Regions from separate parts of the Arabidopsis thaliana genome. Here region 2 is linked to region 1. A link is a contact called in public ChIA-PET data. All regions are on one chromosome and are shown on one strand. Each heading gives the region's core, a stretch centred on a gene start, on an enhancer-like site or on the middle of the called end of the contact. The rest is flanking DNA. Distances are from core to core; before and after follow the strand shown.

The links. ChIA-PET counts read pairs in DNA pulled down with a chosen protein or histone mark.
Region 2: an H3K4me3 ChIA-PET map of shoot shows a contact between it and region 1, with 10 read pairs. The contact joins the promoter of AT4G14615 here to the promoter of AT4G14500 in region 1. A contact is called at or near these places in 4 of 26 Hi-C or Micro-C datasets (callus, root, rosette leaf and 1 more), 1 of 2 datasets of contacts at active chromatin or transcription factors (shoot) and 1 of 3 other capture datasets (shoot).

Annotation. Positions count from the first base shown.
Region 1 is chr4:8,331,409-8,336,835 of TAIR10.1, reverse strand. It overlaps AT4G14500 (Polyketide cyclase/dehydrase and lipid transport superfamily protein), which reads right to left and starts at 2,692. Exons shown (of 6, transcript NM_117530.3): 1 at 2,072-2,692; 2 at 1,716-1,878; 3 at 1,094-1,270; 4 at 923-1,006; 5 at 318-399; 6 at 1-235. The coding sequence starts at 2,445. It overlaps AT4G14490 (SMAD/FHA domain-containing protein), which reads left to right and starts at 3,257. Exons shown (of 1, transcript NM_117529.3): 1 at 3,257-5,033. The coding sequence starts at 3,262. The coding sequence ends at 4,422. It overlaps AT4G14480 (Protein kinase superfamily protein), which reads left to right and starts at 4,972. Exons shown (of 1, transcript NM_117528.2): 1 at 4,972-5,427. The coding sequence starts at 5,292. It overlaps CFM3B (CRM family member 3B), which reads left to right. Exons shown (of 9, transcript NM_117531.4): 9 at 1-135. It also overlaps MIR852.
Region 2 is chr4:8,380,378-8,385,804 of TAIR10.1, reverse strand. It overlaps AT4G14615 (sporulation-specific protein), which reads right to left and starts at 2,078. Exons shown (of 2, transcript NM_117543.4): 1 at 1,835-2,078; 2 at 556-1,092. The coding sequence starts at 1,963. The coding sequence ends at 991. It overlaps MDA1 (Mitochondrial transcription termination factor family protein), which reads right to left. Exons shown (of 5, transcript NM_117541.9): 5 at 5,091-5,427. The coding sequence ends at 5,241. It also overlaps the pseudogene AT4G14610.

The DNA.
Region 1 (5,427 bases), core at 1,443-3,942:
GAATCCATGTTCAGTTTTGTAGTGATTCTTGCCATTTGGGCGATCCGAGATAGAGATGAGTCTGATTTTCTGGCGGATTGGTACGCTCGTAAACCAGAGTTTAGCTTCTTGACAGCTCCCCACATGCCATGACGGACACCTAACTTTGCTACGTCTTTTGGGATGCCCATGTCTTCGTAGTGGACAAGGGAAACTTCACAAGCCGTTTGCTGTCCATCTCCTTTTCGGGATTCAACTGCATTTGTTTTGAATTTGCTTTAAAATCAAAATCTATGCCCGTCTTAAAGAAAAAAAGACTTGTATATCAAAAGGCTTACCCGCTCTGATAACCCAACTTGAGAAATAAAGCTCAACACGCCTTGGCTTATCACGCTTTGGTAGAGCTGGATAAGGAACTCCCTACAATATTGAACAGGTGTTAAGTATGGTTCTGAGCTTTGAGCTTTGTTTAGAGCTGGATAAACCTAACAAAGAATACAACCTTATGCATTTTGTGAATAAGGCGCTTATCTTCAGAACTAAGGCGCTTATCTTCTTTGATATTTCCATAAAACGCATCTCCTAGAGAAGTAGAAGCATACTCCATGCAATATCAAAGAAGATAAGCGCCTTAGCTCTGAGCTTTGAGCTTTGTTTCAGCATAAAAACTTAATAGGATGTTTAGGATAAACAGATGTTGGATACTATTTGATCAATTTTTTTCACTGATAAAGTAATGATGCAATGAAACTTAATAGAACTAGAAACTAAGAGACAATGGTCCCATGAATTATCTCCAGACATTCAGAATTGTCAAACCTAAACTTTGGTGTTTTGTCCCCTACAGAATTCTGGCGTAAACATTTAGAATTCTCCAGACATGTGGAATGCTACACACTTGTTCTGTGGAAGGCAAAAACAAGTTCTTGTAGCATGACATTACCTTTGTGACACAATAATACTTCTTCCCAGACTCCCATATTCTCCGGCCAATGATATACTCTCGGTCACTACAGAAAAAAGGAAACTGCAAGCAAAAGAAATTAGTAATGACAACAGTTTTTAATGTGGGAATTGTTTATTAAGATGACCAAAGTATCAAAAGTCCAGAAACCTTTTTTCTCCACTGAACAATCATTGTTCCTGTCTGAGTGTCCTCCTCCAACGTTTTGAAGTTGGCAAGCATGAAATCCCATTTAGGTCGAAACTCATCATCCCAGAAGAAATCCCTAACAATATCTGGAGTTGCATCCTCAAACACAGTCCGGCTGCGATAAATAACAGGACCTGTCTGATAAACAATACGACCTATCAGGCTACAAACACAATTTGATCAAATGTTTCTATCATCTAGTATTTAAGAATTCCCCATTTCATTATAGCAAGAACACAGTTTCAAGTAAAATGTCACAAAAATGCCACACAAAGGGGTAAATGCAACAACGCATCACATCGTGCCCAAAAAGAACCAAAGCTAAACAAAGAAACACAATGTATACTACTAGACACCTAAAAATTGATCGTCTATAGCTATCCTTAGAAACATATCTCCCTCGTCATTACCAATAAACCTAAAAGCAGTGGTCTGATTCAGATGTCATTCAAATTACTCTAAAGAATTCATTTTTTCGACTATTCCGCCTACTACTCAATGACTTAGCTTGTTCCTTGAGCTACATCATTCAGGCGTAGCATAAGGAAACGGATACAAAGCAAGAGTATAAAACTTAGATTACCTCAGGCTCATGACGCCAAGCCTGGTAGCTCATATTTGGAGTAGTCTTATCCATCATAGATTGCCATTCCAAAGCTGCATTTCCAACTTCAAGCAGCTGAAGCAGATGCTCTAAATCATTCTCTGTCACAATATCCTCTGTCACCGTCCCGTTATCGCTACCTCTGCAAATATAACCAATCCATAAATCAACTAATGCAAAAAAAAAAAAAACCATTCTTTTGCCAATGCTATTGCGAAACTAAAAGATAATGCAAACACTATATACCTTATCTAGCTAAATTAAAAGTAAACGTTACGTTTTAAAACAGAGAACTAAAACTTCTACATCTTCCAATAATTAAGCATTACACTAACCTTGAGGCCAATCCTGATTCATCATTATCCTCAACAGGCGTCTGCGACGAAGCTGAACCGGTCGCCGATTTATTAGCTCTGGTGTCATTCCTTGACCAGATGGTTCGGCAAACGGAGAAAGCAGAGAGAGCGGTGAAAGCAAGCCAAAGCCGACGAGCACCAAACCCAGGCGGTGCGGTCCATAAAAACCGAAGCTTAGAACGAAACCCTAAATAGATCAAACCGGTCCATCTTGGACGCCAAGACCATCCGATTAATAACCCGATCATAACGGCGAGCCAAATCGGAACTGCGCATAGTAAGATGTCGACAAATGTCTCTGTAAAAGAGGGATTCTTAAAGAAATTCAATAGATCAAAATAGGTCTCATCCATAGCGGATTCTCTAGATTCGATACTTTACTCCGATTTGGATAAAAAAATTTCCCGAGAAAAAATGTCAGATTCCCGAAGGAAAATGGGATTCGAAGATCGCTAAAAATTTAAGCGACATGAATCAGGAGAATCAAAGACGAAGACGAAGAAGAAGAAGAAGGGATAATAATAATTTTTTTCTTTTTATTTAATTGAGTTTGGTGATTTAATTGATTAAATCATAAAAAGAAAAAAATGTGTTCTGATATTATTTGCTGTGCTTGAAACGACGTTGGCGGGTGAAAGGAAATGATAAGGACAAGCATAGTGGCGATGACGTGGCGCTTTCGTTGACCGACAAGTTATATCCCACGCGTCAGATCTTAGCGCGTCGTGTTCACTACGTAGAGGAATATACTCAAAAATCAATTATTGTGTTAGCATTAGAAGCACGTTTTGTTGATTTGCAACAATTGTAGATAAGAGCCTAATTAATTTATAGGAGTAAGGTTAAATTTGGTTGATTTCGAATATAAAAGGGAATTTTAACAGTGGATATCCAAATGATGAGGTGAGATACACGCGAGGGTAAAGGAGCGTGAGGGGAAAAAGGTTGGAAAAAAAGTGGATAAGGGAGAGATAAGTTTGCTGAGAGATTCACGTGTGTTGCTGGAAGTTTGGGTAATCAATAATGCCAGTTGTTTAGCCAATAGTAGCTTTTAGCCTTGAAATTGTTTTATCGTCGAAACGATAAAAGCCCATTTAAGGCCCATTAATAATTGGAGCGTCAGACAAATCAAAATTTCAAAATTCGCATTTGGGAGAGAAACGGTAACAATGGTTACGCCATCGTTGAGATTAGTATTCGTCAAGGGTCCAAGAGAAGGCGATGCTCTAGATTACAAGCCTGGATCTACGATTCGTGTTGGTCGAATCGTTCGTGGTAATGAAATCGCAATTAAAGACGCTGGAATCTCCACTAAGCATCTTCGGATCGAATCGGATTCTGGGAATTGGGTAATACAAGATCTTGGATCTTCCAACGGTACTTTATTGAATTCGAATGCTCTTGATCCAGAGACGTCGGTAAATCTCGGAGATGGCGATGTTATCAAACTAGGTGAGTATACATCTATTTTGGTGAATTTTGTGATTGATGATTTTCAGGAGAAGAAGCTTACGAGGAACAATAGGCGTCAGGCTAATGCGAGGAAGCGAATTAGGGTTTTAGAAAGTATCAATTTGGGGGATATCACTGAGGAAGAAAAGGGTTTGGATGTGAAATTTGAGAACAAGCCGAGTTCTAGGGTTAGGAAAGTTAGGAAAATCGAGGATTCGGAGAAATTAGGGATTACTGATGGATTACAAGAGGATCTGGTGGAGAAAAATGGAAGCTTTAGGAATGTTGAAAGTATTCAGAGTTCATCTGTAAACTTAATTAAGGTTGAAATGGAGGATTGTGCAATGGTGGAGGAAAATTTAGGGAGGGGATTGAAGAAGAGAGTGAGCAGTAAGGCTACGAGGAGCAAGAAGATTGAAGAAAGTGTAGGAAAAGCTTGTTTGGGAGTGGTTAATGTAGAGAAGGTAGAGACTTTAAAGGAGAAGAGGATTACTAGGGCTACAAGAAGCAAGAAGATTGATATTGTTGGAGATTCTTATTTGGAATTGGACATGGTTCTAAATCGAGCCAGAAAGAACAAAGGGAAGAACAAGAAAGCGGATCAGAAGCCGTTGAAGAGCTTTGAAAATGATGAGGTTACTGATTCAGGAGAGCAGGGTTTAAGCTGTCATGTTGAAGAAGATATGAACAATGAACTTGATACAGATCTAAGAAAGATGACATTAGGAGCATTGTTCAGTTTTCTGGAGGGTCATCTGTCAAAAGAGATAATTCACAAGACAGAAAATATGATTGAGCCCATGCGAAGTAAAACTCAGAGAGTTCGTGAGTATATTTCAGATCAAAGAAAAGTTCAGGCTAAAGCGTGTATGTGTTGAATTGACAAAGTGTCCAACTGATATGGTGCACACTGATTATTGGTATAGCTTCAGTTCATGGAATAAGAAACACATACTGACAGGTACAAGTTTCTTATGAAGTAGACCTTAATGCTGTGGGATTGGCTGTGTTGCTTAGAGTTTTGACTGCATTGATTTACTTGCATTTGCTTTACGTGTGAGACAAAGTAAACAGTGAAGTGCTGATGTTTAAGTAGGTTTCATAAGTCTTTTGCCCACTTTATAGTATATGTTTCAAGGACATCCCTGAAGACTTATAAAACAAGTTCTGTTCCATTGTGATTTTATCTTAGCATATTGATGTTTGAATACTTGATCATTCATTTTACCAAATGTCAAGAAGGCTGACGTCTTTTCTCTAGTCTTTGTTTCCTTCTCATGTGGTCAAAGGCAAATGCAAGTTCTTCAGAAATGCCATGAAAAAAAAGTTGTAAAACGAGTCTAGATATCTAAATCTAGAACTTTAAATTTCTGTGAAATGATGAAAATAAATTTTCATAGCTCCATTTAATTTTTGTACCTTTACCGGTTTGAAGTTGAAATGATAGTGTTTGCCCTTTGGGTCCCTGGAAAGACCAAAGGTAAAATCTCATTAACTAAGGTTAGTTAGTTAGCTCTTTCACATGCTTCATCTTATTGTTTCATCAACATATTTTTAAGTAAGAGATAAGGGTTTTGCTTTTACATTAAAGGCTCTCTTTTTTTTCAAGTTCACATGCTAAACCAACTCTTTCTTTTTTCATCCCTATATGAATAGCCTCATGGTACTATTAGCCTCTAAAAGACCACAATTCCACTAAAAACATAACAATTCAATAAGCAAGAGTGTACTCATCTTCTTTCTATTTATGGCTCGGAACAAGCTCGAGTTCCCTCTTGATGCTGAAGCCTACGAGATCATCTGCAAGATAGGCGTTGGTGTTAGTGCTTCGGTCTACAAGGCCATATGCATTCCGATGAACTCAATGGTAGTTGCTATCAAAG
Region 2 (5,427 bases), core at 829-3,328, 50 kb before region 1:
TTGTTTTTTACTTTCTCTTTTCATTTACGTATTGAAATTCTTTATTACTTAGTAAATGTGAAAGCTACTTAACATATTAGAATTTCTGAAATTATAATAATACATAGTGGTTTAGGTAACTCACAAAAAATACTAAAATTTCTACCTAGAAGATCAATAAAGTCAATTTTGGCCTATGTTACCTAAACGTTTTGCTACAATATCCAAAAGGGCTAAAATGAAAATATCAGACAGCTTGCAAGAATTGATTAAGATAACAAACAATATAGAATTAAATCAGTTAAGTATATAAATAGAAATGTGAACAAAAAAAGAAAGTAATTTAAAGCTGAGAAGCATCATTAACTTCTCTAATCTATGACCTGTTATAGATATAGTAGAAGCAAAAGCAATGACATGTGACAGCTAAGTAAAAGTAAAGATGATGACACCATTAATAAAGGATTCAGAGGTTACCCATAAGATACTCAGAGAAGATTAATGGTTTCAACAAGAGAAGTCAGAATCTTGAGTACTATGAATTTCGTTGATATTTTCAGAACTTATCGTTATGTTGACATTTTTACAAAAACATGCATTTTTTTCCTTTAAGAGTATTTTCACAATTACCCTTTTTACTCAACTTTGTAGTATTTTTAGAAATCTTCTTACATTTGTCCAAAAAAAAAATCTTCTCACACTGAAATTTAGAGGCCCGAAATATGGCCGTTAACAAATCACACAATGACATGAAGCTGTGGTTGTGTATCTTTGATTTTGTAATTTTATTTGAAAATGTTACAGACTTCATTCATTGATGTGCACAAATCACAAAATATGTAACAAAAGAAATGTTTCCTCTTCGTCATTATTGCTCTTTTTCTTATACAATCCCATTATGATCTTACAGGAATCAACAACATAACATTACCTTTATTACCAGTTGTTACGCCGAGCAGTTTACTATTACAGATAACATCAAACATTTGTATATGATTCCATCTCATAAACTCACCGGATGTTCTTCTTACGGGCAAGCTCTCGTGCCATCTCTCTTAGCTCATCGGGTGAAGGAGGTCTAGGTGCCTCTTCAGGATAAACAACATATGAACGCTGCACAACAAATAGCCAAAATTTGGGAGGGTTAGAGAATGCCTCTATCGCACTGCAAAATAACCATTACAGACTGCTCGATAGAGCGGAGAAAACCCGACTACCATCAAAATGGGGTAGTGTATGTTTCTAAGATCCTAGTAAGTGTATTTCAGTGACTTAAGCGCAGCAGACAATTTGATAACAATAAGTGTTACCCATTTTAGAATGAACATTTTATCCTTCGGTGCACCGCAAAACCGACATTGTAGACTGTTTTCTATATGCCAGACCCGACAAACCCCACAACACTATCGAAAAGTTCGATGGAAGCAAATGAATCATTGACAATTCAAGGAGATTGAACCATATCTTGAATGTTGCTAGGATTGTAGTAAATTACTCTGTGTTACAGTGATTTAAAGTGACAATGGCGTTAACCAAGTTAAGAGTTACCATTTCCTAATTATTCAGCTAACCAATCAATCTATGTTCCTAACAGAGTACAAACAAGTTAACAAGGTTAATTTATAACCAAACATTAAAATCCCTAATTGAAAATCCCATCGCCTAATCCACAAACGGATCTCAAAAGAGATTCAATTAGAAATATTACTCATAATCAAAAATTCTGCAAATGAAGCGTTTAGAGTTACTATTCCTAATTTTTGAAGCGAAACCCATCAATCTAAGCCTATCATTTTCGAAGATGCAATAATCAGTGATGAGAATTTTGTGAAAGAGAGAGAGAGGATGGTTTTACATTGCCCATGAATTTCTTGATATTGGTGCTGTTGTTGGCGAATGTGTACATAAGGACGATCGGAACAGCGACATAGACACCGAACTTGACGATCTCCAGAACCCCTTTCGATGTTCCAACAGATGACATTTTTCCGAAAGAGGATCAGCTTTGAACAATGCCCAGAGATCAAGATCAGACTTTTAGGGTTTATCAATCGATAAATTTGGGAATCGAATTGATGATGTTGTTCATTAGTGGAAGAATGGGCCAATTTGGATATATTTATATTTGGGCCTCACTAAACTCATAAAGCCCACAACTAAAGAGTTTGATTCTTATTTTTTCTTTGAAGATGAAGTCGTGGTCGTCGTTGGTTGTATAGTTGTATAAGTCTTTTATATTCGTCCAAAGTAAACGTTCAATGAAATTGACTTTTGGAGATCGGTGCGTGAGTGGAAGAAAATCCAATCTCATCTCTTGTCTTGAGCCAAGATGGGAGGTTGTATCTCGGTCTCGGTGTCATGTGATCAGTTTGTGAATCAGTTCTCTCAATGGTTATGCGTTAGAAAAGGTTACATTCATAGCCTTCCCGAGAATCTAGCAGCTCTACAAAAAGCCATTGAAGTTCTCAAGACAAAGCACGATGATGTGAAAAGAAGGGTCGATAAAGAAGAATTTCTAGGGCGTCGTCATAGGCTTTCTCAAGTTCAGGTATGGCTTACAAATGTCGTGATTATCGAGAAAAGGTTCAATGATTTGTTTAGTAATAAAGAGGTTGAGATAGAGAGGTTGTGTTTTTGTGGGTTTTGCTCCAAAAGTTTTGGAAAGAGCTATCATTATGGGAAAATGGTTAGCGTGATGTTGAAGGAAGTTGAGAATCTCTCTTCTCGTGGAGTATTTGATGTGGTGACTGAGGAAAATCTGGTAGCTCAAGTTGAGGAGATGCCTATTCAATCCACAGTTGTTGGTCAAGAGACAATGCTTGAAAGGGTTTGGAACACTCTCATGAAAGATGGATTCAAGATCATGGGTTTATATGGAATGGGTGGAGTGGGAAAAACCACGCTTCTTACGCAAATCAACAAGAAGTTTTCTGAAACAGATGGTGGATTTGATATTGTGATGTGGGTTGTTGTGTCTAAAACCTCAGAGATCTATAGGATTCAAGAAGACATTGCAAAAAGACTAGGTCTTACGGGCGAGGAGTGGGACAAAAAAAACGAAAACAAGAGAGCCGTTGACATACACAATGTCCTTAGGAGACATAAATTTGTGTTATTGTTGGATGATATATGGGAGAAAGTGAACTTAGAATTGGTTGGAGTACCGTATCCAAGTAGAGAAAATGGAAGCATAGTAGCATTTACCACCCGTTCTCGAGATGTTTGTGGGCGTATGGGAGTCGATGACCCGATGCAAGTTAGTTGTTTGGAACCTGAAGATGCTTGGGATTTGTTTCAAAACAAAGTAGGAGAAAACACTTTGAAAAGCCATCCGGATATTCCTGAACTTGCAAAACAAGTCGCTGAAAAATGTCGTGGTCTACCATTAGCACTTAATGTCATTGGAGAAACTATGGCATGCAAAAGCACAGTTCAAGAATGGCGTCACGCGATTGATGTTTTGACTTCATCAGCCATAGAGTTTTCAGGCATGGAAGACGAAATTCTTCAGATATTGAAGTATAGCTATGATAATTTACAAAGGGAGCATATCAAATCATGTTTCCTATATTGCTCTTTATTTCCTGAAGATTATGAGATTAAGAAAGAGGAGTTAGTAGACTATTGGATATGTGAAGGATTCATAGATGCAAAAGATGGTAAAGAGAGAGCGATAAACGAAGGCTATGAGATCATCGGTACTCTTGTCCGTACATGTTTTATTGATGGAGGAAGAATGGAAGAAAACGGAAGTGAAAATGCATGACGTGGTTCGTGAGATGGCTCTATGGATATCATCTGATCTTGGAAAGCATAAAGATCAATGCATTGTGCGAGCCGGTGTTGGGTTACATGCAGTACCGGAAGTGAAGAACTGGAGAGCTGTGAGAAGAATGTCGTTGATGAAAAATGAGCTTGAAAAGATTTTGGGTTGCCCTACATGTCCTCAACTTACAACTCTCCTCCTCCAAAAAAACCACAAATTGGTAAATATTTCCGGAGAATTCTTTCGATTCATGCCTAACCTTGTCGTATTGGATTTATCATGGAATAGTAGTCTCACTGGATTACCAAAGAAAATATCAGAGTTAGTCTCCTTGCGATATCTTGACTTGTCGTATACAAACATCGAAAGGTTGCCTGTTGGTTTACAAGAGTTGAAACAACTAATACATCTGAATTTGGAGTCCATGAAGAGTTTGGAGAGTATGCTGGGGTATCTAAGTTGTTGAGTTTGAAGACACTGAGACTACAAAAGTCCAAAAAGGCTCTAGATGTGAACTCAGCGAAGGAGCTACAACTCTTAGAACATATAGAAGTTCTAACCATAGATATCTTTTCAAGTTTGGTTTTGGAACATTTGTTATGCTCTCAGAGATTGGCGAAATCTATTCAATATGTAGAGCTTATAGAGGTTGAGGAAGAATCTTTCAAAATATTAACTTTTCCAAGCATGTGTAATATCCGTCGAATTGGCATATGGAAGTGTGGAATGAAGGAGATAAAAGTCGAGATGAGAACATCATCATGCTTCTCTAGCCTCTCCAAAGTCGTTATAGGACAATGTGATGGTCTAAAGGAGTTGACATGGCTATTGTTTGCTCCAAACCTTACTTATCTCGACGCTCGTTTCGCAGAGCAACTAGAGGATATAATCAGTGAAGAAAAAGCTGCAAGTGTTACGGACGAGAATGCAAGTATTATCATTCCTTTTCAAAAACTAGAATGTCTTAGCTTATCTGATTTACCTAAGCTAAAGAGCATCTACTGGTCACCATTGTCTTTTCCACGTCTGAGTGAGCTTGCAGTGCAAGAACATTGTCCAAAGCTGAAAAAGCTTCCATTGAACTCCAAGAGTGGAACTGCAGGTGTAGAACTTGTCGTAAAATACGGCGAAAACAAATGGTTAGAAGGTGTTGAATGGGAAGACAAAGCCACTGAACTACGGTTTTTGGCTACCTGCAAATCGTTGTATCGATGAACTTCTGTTTCTTCAACTTTTCTCTCGTATCTTTGTAAAGTTTTGGAGTGTTCATTGGCTAATTTGGCTTTTACGTATATGACCAAGTTTATTCTGTGACACTGTCTACACTATAATATCCTTCATTGTTGATAAATGTTTTCTTTACTCCAATGTAATGCCAAGGTTAAGAACACCATTTAGCAGCAGAATGGGTCAGTTTACAGAATTGGTATCGCTGGGATTTGTTTCTGCGACTCACATGGAACTCGGCAAATTGATTACTCTAAAACTAAAACATTCACAACAAACCACCACTACTTTGTTCAGCAATTACGTTATTAGACACAAGTTTCATCATCTTCTTCTTAACAACTTTCTCGAACTCAATTCCCGACAGCGATAAAACCTGGTTCAACAGCAGTCTCACTCCACTTCTCTGAACCAGCTCATATCTCGGCTTGATCCTCTCTTGTAAACTGTACCCA